4 separate regions of the Mus musculus genome follow, and regions 2, 3 and 4 are each linked to region 1. Evidence: chromatin contacts called from public Hi-C, Micro-C and promoter capture Hi-C data. All regions are on one chromosome and are shown on one strand. Each heading gives the region's core, a stretch centred on a gene start, on an enhancer-like site or on the middle of the called end of the contact. The rest is flanking DNA. Distances are from core to core; before and after follow the strand shown.

Region 1 (3,384 bases), core at 336-2,835:
ATGAAACCCTCCGGATAAATCATGAGCATGCCAAGTGTGCACAGCCTTGATCCACCTCAGCAAAGCTGAGTGCAGCCATTACTCTAAGTCTTCTCAAACCTTCGTGTGGACAGATCAGCTCTTTGCACCCTTAACTTCCAGGTTTAACTCCAGGTCACCAGTTCCCCGAAAGGGGATCTCATGACATGGCCTACACTTACTAGTAAGTGATTTCACTTTCAGATACTGAAGTCTTCCTCTGCCTAAACCTTATCCACAAAGGTCCCAAAAGAGTGCAGAGTCCCAAAAAGGCCTTTAAGGAGGCAGCTGTGACATAAGGCAGTATTTGCTAACCTTTACTTGGAGGTGTCCCTGTATATTCATCCATGTCTACTGTAAGATAAAATAAGGCCCCCAATATGTAAGGGGCCTGATTCCTGGAATCTAAGTGTATGATATTACTTCACAAAGCGTCCTTACACATATGATAAAATAGGAGATAGAGGGGAAGATGGGGAGGGGGAGGGGAAGAGAGGAGAAGGTAGAGGAGAGATTTCTGCTAGATTTCCCAGTACCAAGTGTAAGAGTCGGAGTTTACCTGTAGGCCCCACTTATGCAAGGTCAAGATAACTTTCTGGAATACTGGAAGCTGTAGTTCTTGGGAATTAACAAGCCATGCATTTTGACTCCCCTGAACAAGTTTACTTAATTTTTTTTATACCAGATGTATTTGATTGGATGTAGGCAGAAGTCACATAGGCAGGAAAATATGTCAGGATATATGTTAGCCCCTGGTTTGGAACTAATGGGAAATGCAATGAATTGTGGGTTTTGCCTTTTTAAGTCCTTGAAAAATGTAACTTGTGGCCATTCCCTGGGAACCCAGGAGTAGACCTGGCCAGAGTCCTCTACCTGGCCAGCATTTAATTAAAGCTTGCTTTAAATTTGGTTCAAAATTGTGGAACTGAATTTTTTTTTCTCGAGAATCTCAGGGTGGACACAAGCTTGACACATAGTAAGTACTCAATAAATGTTAAGTGGGCCTAAGCTAGGGTCACTTACCATTTTCTAAGTATGGAGAGTGACAGAACCTATACCAGGGGTGCTGATACAAATAGTAGGGGACCAGGTCTTTCCCTGGGGCTAAGATATGTGCTAACATGGAGGCTACTCCCGTTGTCTGTGCTGTGTTGTGTTTCTCTTTCAGGGACTTTAAGGGCCTGCTCGAGCGATGGCTTAGAGCAGTGGCTGTGACCCTTGAATACAAATCCTCCTGTTGTGGTGACCCCAGCCATAAAATTATTTTCGTTGCTACTTCACAATTGTAATTTTTCTGTTGTTATGAATCATAGTGTAAATATCTGTTGTGCAGGATACCTAATGTGCAACCCCGAATGGGCTGCCACCCACAGGCTGTGAACAGCTCATTTAGAAGCACCTACCTTGAGAGGTTTAGGAAGTGTCTGCTCTGTAGTCAACCAATTTTCATTTCGGTGAAAGAAGTAAACATGAAGGATGAGGGAGGGGGAGGTACATGAACAAGAAGGCGGCAGCATGCACAGCAGTGGTCTCCAGCACTGGCAGGTGGCTTGTCATCCTATGTCTGCACAGAGTCTGAGTCTAAGGAGCCTTGTTCCTTACGGAGTTGCCCAGCACCTATGTGCATCTGTTGCCGACGCCTGCCCCCTTGTGGAATTGTTTCAAACTGCATACTGCCTTCAAAATGCTCTTTTCTTTTCTTTTCTTTTTTTCTTCTCCTTTTTATTGGATATTTTCTTTATTTACATTTCAAATGTTATCCCCTTTCCCAGTTCTCTGCCCTAGAAAAACCCCTGCCCCCACCTCCCCCTGCTTCTATGAGGGTGTTCCCCACCCACCCACCCACTCCTGCCTGCCTCCCTGCCCTGGCATTCCCCTACACAGGGCCATTGAGACTTCACAGGACCAAGGGCCTCTTCTCTTATTGATACCTGACAAGGCCATCCTCTGCTACATATGCAGCTAGAGCCATGGGTCCCTCCATGTGTACTCTTTGGTTGGTGGTTTAGTCTCTGGGAGCTCTGGGGAGATCTAGTTGATTGATACTGTTGTTCTTCCTATGGGGTTGCAAACCTCTTCAGCTCTTTCGGTCCCTTCTCTAACTCCTCCATTGGAGACCCGGTGCTCAGTCCAATGGTTGGCTCTGAGCATTCACCTCTGTATTTGTCAGGCTCTGGCAGAGCCTCTCAGGAGACAGCTATATCAAGCTCCTGTCAGCAAGCACTTCTTGGCATCCACAATAGTGTCTGGGTTTGGTAACTGTATGTGGGATGGATTCCCAGGTGGGGCAGTCTCTGGATGGCTTTTCCTTCACACATTGTCTCCATATTTCCTCCTGTGAGTATTTTGTTCCCCCTTCTAAGGAGGAGCGAAGCATCAACACTTTGGTCTTCCTTCTTCTTGAGCTGCATGTGGTCTGTGAATTGTATTTTGGGTATTTCAAGCTTTTGGGCTAATATCCACTTATCAGTGGGTGCATACCATGTGTGTCCTTTTGTGACTGGGTTACCTCACTCAGGATATTTTCTAGTTCTATCCATTTGCCTAAGAGTTTCATGAAGTCATTGTTTTTAATAGCTGAGTAGTACTCTACTGTGTAAATGTGCCACATTTTCTGCCGCAGACCCTCTGGGTGCAGATGGGCAAGGAGTTGGCGAATGACAGACAGATCAACACAGGAGATTGTGTAGAATCTGAATGTAATTTGTCAAGTCAAGCATCAAACTTTTTATACAGAAGAATAGCAAGAAACCAGACGAGATACAATCCACCAAGTTACAGTGACATAATACAAAATGAATGTATACATCAAAAGAAGGCAGGGACCAGGTCACTGCCACTGAGAAGGGAGCCAGGTGTAAAGCTAGTCTATTGTTAAGCCCACCTCCAGGGGTTCTACTTTAGCAGACCTCCTCATGAATACTGCAATACCACAACCCCCCTATCCTGGGCCCTGATAATTTCTTGTGTGAGTGTAACTTTTAAGTATCTGTGGAGAATCTCCATTTGTCAGAATTCACCAACTTGCTTCTAATATGCAATGTAGCCAGTACTAAAGATTTCTATCTCAGTGGGATTCCCTGGCTCTTTCATGGCATTCCCTTGTTTGGGTGAGATTTGCTACTGTCCTTAGTAAATACTCTGCAGACCAGCTCTGAGCTGCTGGTTCTGTCTTTTGTAATGCTTAATTAGTTACTGAATAGGTAACTTCCTTACTGCATTCATACCGGATTCCAAGCTCAGCTTCAAGCATTTTCTAGGACATTGGAACACTGGCAAAGGCTTAACTATGTCAGAATTCAATCTTTAAAAGCACTTATAATAAAATAATACTAAAAGAGAGCACGTGGATCTATACACCAGACT
Region 2 (3,384 bases), core at 349-2,848, 250 kb after region 1:
GAATAAAAGTAAGAGTCAAGAACTATGTAAGCTTTACAATGAGATTATGCTGTATGAATTTAATGTAGCATATTGGAAAAGTTCCACGATTACGATGTCCAAAGCATACCAAATCCATACAACATTCGTTACTAAAATCCACAACTCTAATCAAAACATAGTCATACTGACCTCTGGTGGTCAGATTCCTTATATTTCACTGATACTGAAATAACTAGATAAAATACTCATGAGACATTTTTTTTTTAATCAACAAAACAATAAAGGCAGCAAGCACCTAAAATGAAAGGTCACAGATTGTCACAAAATATTAATATGTTCTAAGTTTTAGTTTGTCTGTTTACATAAAAAACAAATGACACACACACACATATTGGTTCTCATCTTATTATCATTTATTTAAAGTTTTATTTATCTTGTATGTGTGGTACATGCATGTTTAGGTCAGAGACAGACATTGAGTGTTTTCACTGATTACTTTAGACCTTACTGTTTGAGAAAGGCTCTCAGCCACCCTGAAGCTTGCTACTTTGGCAGATCAATGAGCCTAAGATCCACTGTCTGGCTCTCAGCACCCTCAAGTGCTAGGACTACATACAAATGTTAACATCTGGTGTTTGTATGTGAAATATCACATGTGACTTCAGATCCTCATGTGTGTTCAGCAAGCACTTTACCCATGAATCATTATCTCCCCAGGTCCTCTAGGGATTCCCAGAGTACCTACAGAACAACATAGTCTGGAGGCAGCCCTCTTCCTGATACGTGTCACCAATGTAGATTTCCAGTACAGACGGAATAGGTGGCTGCATTTATGTTTCCCAAGTCATCAAGCAACACACCAAGTAAGTTTCCCGGTTTTGGAGTGGTATGTCCTATGTCCCAGGTGAGGCATTTAGAAATAATTTTATATATCCAGCACGCGATCTTAGTCAAGACCCCCAAATTCCTTTTATACTGTCTGCGTTCTCCTCTGCTTAGCAGAGTTGTTAGGCAGATTTGTCAAGCACATCCGTCACGCTGGAGCATCTCCAAGCGGCTGCAGCCTAAACTGACCCTGCCTTTCTCTTCCCAGTCCCCCAGACTGTCTCATCGCGGACGGGCAGTTCCCGCCCGGACCCACGGGGTCCGAAGGACTGCGGAGGCCCTCGTCCAGGACGCCCTCGGAAAGTTTGACATCCCCAAGCCCCGGGCGGGCTCCGTACGACATCTCCCAAACGACTCCTTCGCTCGGGATTTACCCGTTCTCAGCCAGTCGCTGCGGCAGTCCTCCGCTTTCTCCCTTCACTCCCAACCACAAGATCCCGCAAGGCACCGAAGGCCACCAGTTTAATTCAGAAAGCTGAACGCCCACTTCAGGCGCGCTCCTCCACAGCACTACTTCCGGCCCCGCCCATGCCTCCCATACAAACACCTTTTCCTATTGGGAGAGCGGCAGGCCACACCCCAGGCGTCCCAGCAGCGGGGCGGAGCGGAGGGTGGAGTCAGCTCCGGGACCCTCAGGTCTCCGCTCTCCGACCCTCCCTCCGGCGGAAGTCTCGCGAGATCTCATCCTCCCGCGATAGTTGTTTGAAAACTCTGGCGCTAACCCGTCACTCGGAGCCTTGCAGGGCTAGGGTGTCGGAAGCCGCGGGAAACTGAGTCCTCCTCGGATCGCGAACCACAGTCTCTCTCGGGCAGTTCCCGTCCCGGCGCCATGGCAGCGCAGAAGAAGCGGCTTTCTGTGAAGGAGGCGTTTCAGCTGGCGCAGCAGCCGCACCAGAACCAGGCGAAGCTGGTGGTGGCGCTGAGCCGCACGTACGGCGCGGTAAGCGGCCTGGCTTCGGCTTCCGGGCTTCGCCTTCTGCCCTTGCGCGCCCCGCGACGGAGGGATGGGATCCGAGGCTCGCCCGAGGTCTCCCGGCCACAGCCAGTGAGCAGAACGCCCGGCGTCGGCCACACGCAGTCACCCGTCTTCTCCATCCTCATCCCGCCAGGGGATGCGGGGAGTTATCCGTTATCCTCAGTTCCTCAGTGACTTGTTGATCTGCGCAGGGAATCTCAGACGCCTTTATTTCCTTGGAGGTCTCTGGTTCATCTCAGGCAATCGATGAAGTTGTTTCAACCAACTCCTAAGCTTTAAAACCACCTTCATTTCACCAGCTAGGGAAACCATAAGCACCCAGTCTTTCCCGTACATGGCAATTGTGTGTCGAGTGTAGCGGCGGGGAATTACTGGACAGCGAATGTGAGGAAGATACATTGTTTTGGAGTTCACGGAAAGTTAAGGACATATAAAAGTGATCAAGGGTAGGGAGCAAAATGTGTAAGTTATGACAGAAGGAAATTGACGGATGCTAGGAAGGCCTAAGTAAAATAAACACAAAGCTGTTGATTTTGAGTCATTTATGGCGAAGCTTGTTTTGCATTAATCCGGTAAGAAAAATACCGATAATCCAAAGGCGTTGAGAGAAAAATGAGATAATTTTGCACTGTTCAGATTTATGCTTTGTGTTTTCTCAGAGGTACAAATTATATACTGAAGAGAAGTTTGTGCGGATATATTTTCCCTTCCTTGATTTGGATAATTGATAGTTTATTAAGAAACCTTAGAGTTTAACCTAAGGGTAACACTTTCAGCAGTATTATGGCAGTGTTGGGAATAAAGAATTTTTATTAATGCAGCTTCTGGAGGCGTTTCTTCTCTCTTTCAGATGGATGATAAAACAGCTTTTCAGGAGGAGTTTATTCATTACCTTAAGTATGCTATGGTGGTATATAAGCGTGAACCTGCCGTGGAGAGGGTCATGGACTTCACAGCCAAGTTTGTTACTTCATTTCACCAGTCTGATGAGGAAGAAGAGGAGGAAGAGAACGATGGTGGCATTTTAAATTATTTGTTTACTTTTCTCTTACAGGTACTGTAAAAGCTACTACTTTGGGGAAGTAATATATTTAGCTATGTTTGTTATTTTCCACAGTAAAATATCAGTGATAGAGAAAATGTATGTGAATAAGATAAGTCTTTTCTGGAAACCTCAACTGTCATTAAGATAAAAGGATAACTCCAGCATTAAAAATTTAACTTTAAATTCTCACTTTTGGTGTAAATGTCCTCTCTCTGCGATTAAGTTAAAGAAATTCTATAGAGAGGGATAGGCTTATTTTGTGACAGCAAATAGTTTTTCAGCCTATTTGAGAGTATAACATCTGCCTCGTATGCACATACAATATAACGTCTCTGCAAGTAAGGAGTTGCTATTGTCTTATTTTTATTTTTTTCCATAGTACTAGGGATTAAACCTAACTTTACACATGTTGGTATACTGATCTTCCTATCTTTTTACTTTGTTTTGAGAAGATTTTTTAAAGTTGCCCATATTGTCCTTGAGCTTACTTTGTAGC
Region 3 (3,384 bases), core at 368-2,867, 150 kb before region 1:
CAGCTTTTATCATGGAAAGATGTTGAACTTTCTTGAATGCCTTTACCCTATGGATTGAGATTGTCATGTGGCTGCTATCCTTTTGTACTTACGGGTTGGATTGCAGTTATCAATTTGTATATGTTCAACCAACCTTGGACTGAAACCAACTTGGTCACAGTGTAGGATGTTCTTAATGTGTTCTTGAATTCAATTTGCAAGTATTTTATTGAGATTTTAAAAATATTTACCAGGGAAAATAATCTACAGTTTTCATTTTTTCTCTCTCTCTCTCTCTCTCTCTCTCTCTTTCTTTCTTCCTTTCTTTCTTTCTTTCTTTCTTTCTTTCTTTCTTTCTTTCTTTCTTTTTCTTTCCTCTTTCTTTCTTTCTTGTTTTGTTACCAAGTAATGTTGGCTCTGCAAAATGAGCTTGGTAGTGTTGAATGGTAGTATTTTAGTAGACAGATGAGTCCTAGAGGGACTAGGGTAGCAAAATCAAGCAGAAATAAAGTGTGAGATACAAATATAAGCCATTTGTAAAAAAAAATATTCTATCATGATTATTTGTATAATAATTGCCTAGTAGCCATATTTTCAAAAAGTAGCATAAGATTAACTTTTAAAAGGCACTTTATTCAAGCACATATTTGCAACCAATTACAACATAAACTTAGGATCTGTGTAAAAATTGCTGGAGATGTCCCATAGTGTTTTCGGGGCAGTCTGTTCTCAGTGCACCAGTAGCTATATTTTGAATGTTCTGTCGTTATACATGCTACCATCATGGACTGCAAAGTTCAAGGAATAGTACCTATCATAGTGTCACTAAGTCTGGATCACCTTACACTTCAACATTGCTACAACCTACCCATCACACCCTTAGGGAAATACCAGCATTATTCCATTTCACAGAAGATAGCAATATAAAAAAAGAGGTTAACCCCTTGAAAGTCCTGAGTGCACCCAGACGTAGTACGTTTCTGTAACTGTGCTGGACACATACCAGAGGGGATCGTGCACATAAACAGTATGGGTGTGAATGTACAGTTTAGGAAGAAACTGAAAAGACGCTGAAGTCTCCAGAGTCCCCAACAGTTTACCAGGGACTGGACTTGGAGGTTTGGAGGGGGCAAACAAGGAAAGCCCCCAAACAATGGCACAAACACTTTCCTTTTCTGTAAGCTGCTCCCCAACAGCAAACTGCAAAGGGGTACTGCAGATGACCCCTGAAGGGCACCTGGGGCATAGATATTTCACTTCTGTTGCAGAAGACCTCCATCTGAAGCAGCCCCTAGATAGGGTCTCTTTGACCAGCCTGGCAAAGTGGATTTCCCTCGTTTTGCAGACTCTTTATTGTCATTCTCTAAAAGTATTAGGAGAAGAGAGATGGGTGTAACAAAATTAACAGTAATTCAAGACCTGAAAGGGGACAGTGGGAGTTCCAAATCTGTCTCTATTAAGATCCTTCTGACGATGACTCCTCCTCCTTTTCCTCCTCCTCCTCCTCCTCCACTTAAGCTTCTCCCAGTTTAGCAGCCAGGAAGGCTAGTGAAAAAGACTGTTTACACAGCACTGCAGAAAGCTATTCTCATGCTCTGAGCAGGGTACTGCTCTTCTGGACAGGGTTACATTATGCGGAGCTTGTCAGCTCCAAGTGCAAAGACGCTTGGCCCTCTTTTGTTTATTTCTTGCTAGGTGATCCCTCACTGGATTCCACTGGGACTTTTGCGTCTTTCTCCGCTACATTTTCCTCATCAGCAGAGCTCATCAGGAAAACCCCCTACTCAGCGGGCTTCCGTGGGAATTCAATGCTCTCTGCCTTTGATGATTCCGAATTCTATGGGACAAACTACACTACCTCGGAGTCAGGTTTTATGCCACCCAGTTTAACCTTGCAGAACCGGTTTTTCAAGTCAAGGCACACCGAGTAATCAAAAGGCAGGACCAGCTGCATCTCCGATATTTGTCTAATTCTTTTCTGTTTTTCCTTTCCTTTCCTTTCCTTTCCTTTCCTTTCCTTTCCTTTCCTTTCCTTTCCTTTCCTTTCCTTTCCTTTTATTTTCTTTCTGTTCCCTTCTCTTCTCTTCTCTTCTCTTCTCTTCTCTTCTCTTCTCTTCTCTTCTCTTCTCTTTGGGGATGGGCATGGCTACCTTGCCACAGCCTAGGCTCTATACAGTCCTCTGCCACGTGCTTAAGAGCTGTTCAACACTAATGATGCGATCAAGTTTTCTGCCAAATTCTAGAACCAAAGGGAGAGACAAGAAAGAAAATTTCATCAACCGCCCCCAGAATCCATTCCCTGAGGCATTCTGCTGTCCTTATCAGCCAGTCTCGAGTCGCTAGCGACCCCAAGTGGCCAATTTAAAATAACAGTCCCATCATCGACCTCTTCGTTGCTACCACACACCCCTTCATTTTACAGAAAAGAAACACACTTCGAGGTTTTTATACTCCCAAATCTGGATAGAATTTTAAAACTGCAAAGATTGAAGAGTCGCTAATGCCACCTGGACTAGCCACCTCATTTTACCTTATTTTATTTTTGTAATTTGATCAAATTCAAGACTAAGACCTCACACCAGGTAGGTAAAGCTCACACCAGGAAGTTAAACACTAAGCAATGTCCCCAGACCTATCTTATGTCATAGGAAGCAGAGATTCAGACAGGTAAAAGTGTGTTCCATAGGTCACAGAGCACATTAGAGTCAATTTTAGGAATAGAAGAAATGGCTCCCAGAGACTTCATGCTTCTAGATCTTGGTTTCCTAACCAAGAGAAGAAGTCTTTTGTTTCTCCAAACCCCAAAAGAAGAGCTGTTAGGAGACAGCATGCTTTAACAGAGTCAAATTTCAGCCACATACACTCCTAATACACGCACATCCTCTCTTTTCCCTTCTACACTCACAACTGACCAGGAAACATGAAATTGAGTCCTGGCCAAAGAGTCAGGAGGACACTATATTTGGTAAACACAGACAAGAGTCTTATTCTTAGGGGCTGGCCTTTGAGTTAAGGGACAATTTAGATTAGATTTCTACCCTCATAACAGCACAGAGCAGACATTATTGTTCCTATTTTGCAAATAGGAAAACTAGAGCTCATGGGCATGAAGTTGCTTGTCTATAGTCAGGCAATGACTAAATTGTAAAACTTATTTGCATAGTTTTATTTATTAATGTCTCAATTTACCAGCCATCAAATGGCATAATAAAGTCAGTATCTAGAGTAAGAAGATATTAGTGTTCCAAGGGGTCCTTTGTAGAGACTGTCTTCAAACAAAATAAATACACAAGATAAAAATGACTGGTGTCACTTTCAGCAGGAAGACAGGACATAAAGTGAGGGATGGGTTTGCCATCCCACAGTCACACCTCTGACCCATAATTGTTCCTGTCTGAAAGAATT
Region 4 (3,384 bases), core at 274-2,773, 130 kb before region 1:
AATAGGACACAGGAGGGGGCAATGGGAGAGAAGGACAAAGTATAATTACATATATGGAGAGAGAGACAGAGACAAAGAGAGACTTATTTTAAATCCATGTTTGTACGTGTTTGCTCTCAAAATTAATAATTTTACAAAATGGACTGAGCTTACAAAAACCCATACTTATCTTGAGAAACCAAAAATCTATAATAAGAGGAATGGACTGTAACGTGAGTTTGTATGGAAATATCTCAGCAAAGAGACCAAGGAGCATGAGCACTCTGCATGGCAGGTCATTGTCACACCAGCAGTGCACCTGCTATGAGTCCCTGAAGGCAACAGCTATGGGGCTACTTTCTGACCACATAGCCTACATCACACTTGCACACTTAGGAAGACTGCTGGTGTATCATCTCTGTGATCCAACAGGTTTTCAAGGCCTCAAGTAAAGCTCTGCTACATGTGGTGGAAGACCAGAAATGGGGCATTGTAGCCAGGCATCATATAGCCCTGAAACACAAGAAGTTTCAAAAATGAAAATTTCAGGTGTCCAGTGAAGCCTAAGAGGAGAAATTTTATAGCTGTTTCACTTCAGACCAGCTCCCACCTACTTTGTTTCACACCATCTTTTACACCTCTGACATCTGCCATGCCCTTTAATAACATCTCCTGTCCACTGCAGAGCCCCAACACTTCATATTTCAAAACACCTTCAATCTTAAATTAGCCTCTAAAAAGCATTTCTGTTTCCACAATGTCTTTCCCATTGTATAACATGCTGATCTGCATACATTGCCTTCCTTTTCTCCAGAATCTGTTTCCAAACCCTTGGACTATTGCTTCAAATGATAGGTTTGAGAATAAGATCATGATTTTTTATCCCTGCTGAACTCTCTCATTCCCACCTTCTAGTGAGAACTATTAGAGGTGGCATAGAGAAATCGAAACCATGTAGATTTTGCAGGCAGCCCAGGGGTTAGAAGACTTTCATAAGTATTCACTCAACTTCCGAGGCCTCAACTCTAGTTAATAACAGTATTTGTGCCAGTCTCCAAAGACTTCCCTAAGTAACATATAATATAAAAATGCAGGATGCTCAGCCCATGTTTATAACAGCATATATTCAAAAATACCTGTGCCAAGGTTCTCTAGAGAAAGGAAAACAAATAGGATAGAGGGTGAGATTTATTATAGGTCACTAACTCAAATTATAGATATCGAGAAGCCTCAAAGTATGCCATCTACAAGCCAGAGACCCAGGAAAGCTGGTGGTGTCACTCAAAGGTAAGAGCTCAGAAGACCAAGGTCAGATCCACATCCCAGCTCAGGTAGCCAAAGAGAACTCAATCTTCTCCTACCTTTCTGTCCCACCCCAGCCCTAAACACGTTGGATGGTGTCAACTTACTCTGGTGAGAATAGATCTTCTTCGTCCAGTTCCCCAGTTTAAATGCTAATCCCTCTGAAATGCCTCAGGGGAAAAAATGTTTAGGCAGCTAGTTCGGGCATCTCATAGCCCAGTGAAACTGATAGAGAATGAATCATGGTGATGTCATTTCCCTTTCTCACTTCTAATAGCAAAAGCCGAAGCCTACTGGGCACTTACATCATCCAAGGGACTCTGAAAATCTGAGAAAAGAAATGACAGCAACAAGAAATGAAAATAAGGGACCAGCTGCTCAACTGGGATCTTAGAATTGTAATTCTAGGAGCCCAGAGACCAGTAGAAACCCCAATATGTTGCTGTGTCAGGAAGGAGGTTAGTGAGTCATTTCAAGGATAAAAGGAGAGTTGTACAAGTTATTTATCAAGAAACTATTCAGTCTCCCCTGTGTATAGGTAGACCAGTTGAATGGACACCGCTGTTCTAGGAAATAGTAAGAATCTGCCCAATGTCGTGATGCATCTCAGCTTCAAGTTTATAATAGTAGTCACCAGAGCAAAGACAGAGTTCCTGGTGTCAACTTTCTCTCACACTTGCCATGTGCCTTACATGTATAAATGCCTTAATCATTCCAGCATCCCCATAAGTTTCTATTCACAGAGGAAACATGAAAGGGAAAGAGTAGAAAGTGACAAAGTCAAATACAAAAAAACATTTCATTCTAGAAAAATAGCTAAAATGACTCTGGCACAAAAGAACATTGAACAATGTGCCTTTGAACATGCAAACCTAGTTGAAAAGGTTCAGGAAAGGTACTGGAAGTTCATGGAAGTATCAACAGACAGGAAGTGCCCCAGCTCCTTCAGTTGCTAGCATTGTGATTGTTGATGGACACCTGTCTCAGGCCACGGAGGTGATTAAGACTACGCTGTTCCCCTTCTCCTTATAATGGATGGCTCTGCTGGGCTGTGACTATTAATCCTGTAACCATAGAATGTTACATAGAATGTTCCTGAAAGATAGGCTAACACATCTGCATTGTAAGAAGAAATCTACAAATGTTCTGCCAAAAAAAAACCCCAAAAAAAAACAAAACAAAACAAAACAAAAAAACAAAAACAAAACAAAAACAAAAAACAAAAAAAAAAAACCCTTTGTTTGGAAATCCATGCTTCTTATTTCTATACTCAAAAGGGGCAAATTTTAAGTACTAAGCAGTTGACAACGTAGAATCACAATTTGTTACCATTGGGAAATATTTTTAAAGACTGTCCATTTCCTCCTCTTATAGGAGCAGTCACCCAGCAGTCTATTCAAGGTTATAGGCAAATTCCTCTGTAGCCCTCTATAGCACAACCACACAGATCAACAGTGGGTATCAGGATCATTTGACCAGGAAAAGAGACACCTCATCACAGATTAAAAGGATATTATCTGGCATACTACATACACAATGACTTGCTTCTGCCTCATAGTAATCAAAAGAAATTAATCCAGGCCTAGTCTAGAGAAAATATTGGGATTGTAGATGACAAAATGTCCTCCCTACCAGAGTATGAGTGGAAACCTTGGTCCCTGGGGCTGGGACTATTTGGTCAGGTTCTAGAAACATTAGGAGACAACATAGATCACTAGGGTAAGTATTTATAGGTTTCTTGTCCACGGTCCTTTCCCATTTCACTCTCTGATTCCTACCAGATGTGAGATAAACAACCCTAAGCCACATGTTCCATGTCCTACCCAAGTGCACAAGGCCAAGAGAACATGGACAGAGCCCTCTGGGATCATATGCACAAACGAATCCTTCTTCCTTTGTGTTATCAATACCAGATGCTTTAACATGACGACACACACACCCCACCAAAAAAAAAGAAAAGAAAAGAAAAGAAAAGAAAAAAGAAAAAAGTGCCTAGTAGAGTCTGACATGCTCTGAAGCACCAACTTTAACTAAGCAGAGTCACTTCAGTTGGAATTTTTAGCCCCAAACCATAACCACGGTACTATTTCAAGTTCCATTGTG

The links. Promoter capture Hi-C pulls out the DNA fragments that hold promoters and counts their contacts. Hi-C and Micro-C count contacts between places; a contact is called where the count stands out from the background.
Region 2: a promoter capture Hi-C map of liver shows a contact between it and region 1, with 3 times the contacts expected there. The contact joins the promoter of Ncapg here to the promoter of D5Ertd615e in region 1. A contact is called at or near these places in 5 of 39 promoter capture datasets (embryonic stem cells, hematopoietic stem and progenitor cells, liver and 2 more), 3 of 115 datasets of contacts at active chromatin or transcription factors (embryonic stem cells and large pre-B cells) and 1 of 9 other capture datasets (adipose tissue).
Region 3: a Micro-C map of palatal mesenchyme shows a contact between it and region 1, with 3 times the contacts expected there. The contact joins the enhancer-like site here to the promoter of D5Ertd615e in region 1. A contact is called at or near these places in 17 of 484 Hi-C or Micro-C datasets (the AML12 cell line, the G1E-ER4 cell line, cerebral cortex and 6 more) and 2 of 115 datasets of contacts at active chromatin or transcription factors (embryonic hindbrain and embryonic stem cells).
Region 4: a contact with region 1 is called in a Hi-C map of embryonic fibroblasts, with 3 times the contacts expected there. The contact joins the enhancer-like site here to the promoter of D5Ertd615e in region 1. A contact is called at or near these places in 10 of 484 Hi-C or Micro-C datasets (the AML12 cell line, embryonic fibroblasts, embryonic stem cells and 3 more).

Annotation. Positions count from the first base shown.
Region 1 is chr5:45,422,815-45,426,198 of GRCm38.p6, forward strand. It overlaps D5Ertd615e (DNA segment, Chr 5, ERATO Doi 615, expressed), which reads right to left and starts at 1,586. Exons shown (of 6, transcript NR_131933.1): 1 at 1,422-1,586.
Region 2 is chr5:45,668,327-45,671,710 of GRCm38.p6, forward strand. Ncapg (non-SMC condensin I complex, subunit G) reads left to right here and starts at 1,599. Exons shown (of 21, transcript NM_019438.1): 1 at 1,599-1,807; 2 at 2,694-2,897. The coding sequence starts at 1,697. It overlaps 1600023N17Rik (RIKEN cDNA 1600023N17 gene), which reads right to left and starts at 1,382. Exons shown (of 1, transcript NR_073433.1): 1 at 375-1,382.
Region 3 is chr5:45,276,509-45,279,892 of GRCm38.p6, forward strand. The region is part of intron 4 of D5Ertd615e (DNA segment, Chr 5, ERATO Doi 615, expressed); the gene reads right to left. Among named protein-coding and RNA genes, the nearest start is that of Gm46912, 120 kb to the left of the region's middle. Within about 2 kb of position 1,618, at least 68 of the 459 cell types and tissues checked have an H3K27ac peak or open chromatin away from gene starts, as enhancers often do. A contact at or near this core is called in palatal mesenchyme, where this site is marked.
Region 4 is chr5:45,293,843-45,297,226 of GRCm38.p6, forward strand. All of the region lies in intron 4 of D5Ertd615e (DNA segment, Chr 5, ERATO Doi 615, expressed), which reads right to left. Among named protein-coding and RNA genes, the nearest start is that of D5Ertd615e, 130 kb to the right of the region's middle. Within about 2 kb of position 1,524, at least 25 of the 459 cell types and tissues checked have an H3K27ac peak or open chromatin away from gene starts, as enhancers often do. A contact at or near this core is called in embryonic fibroblasts, where this site is marked.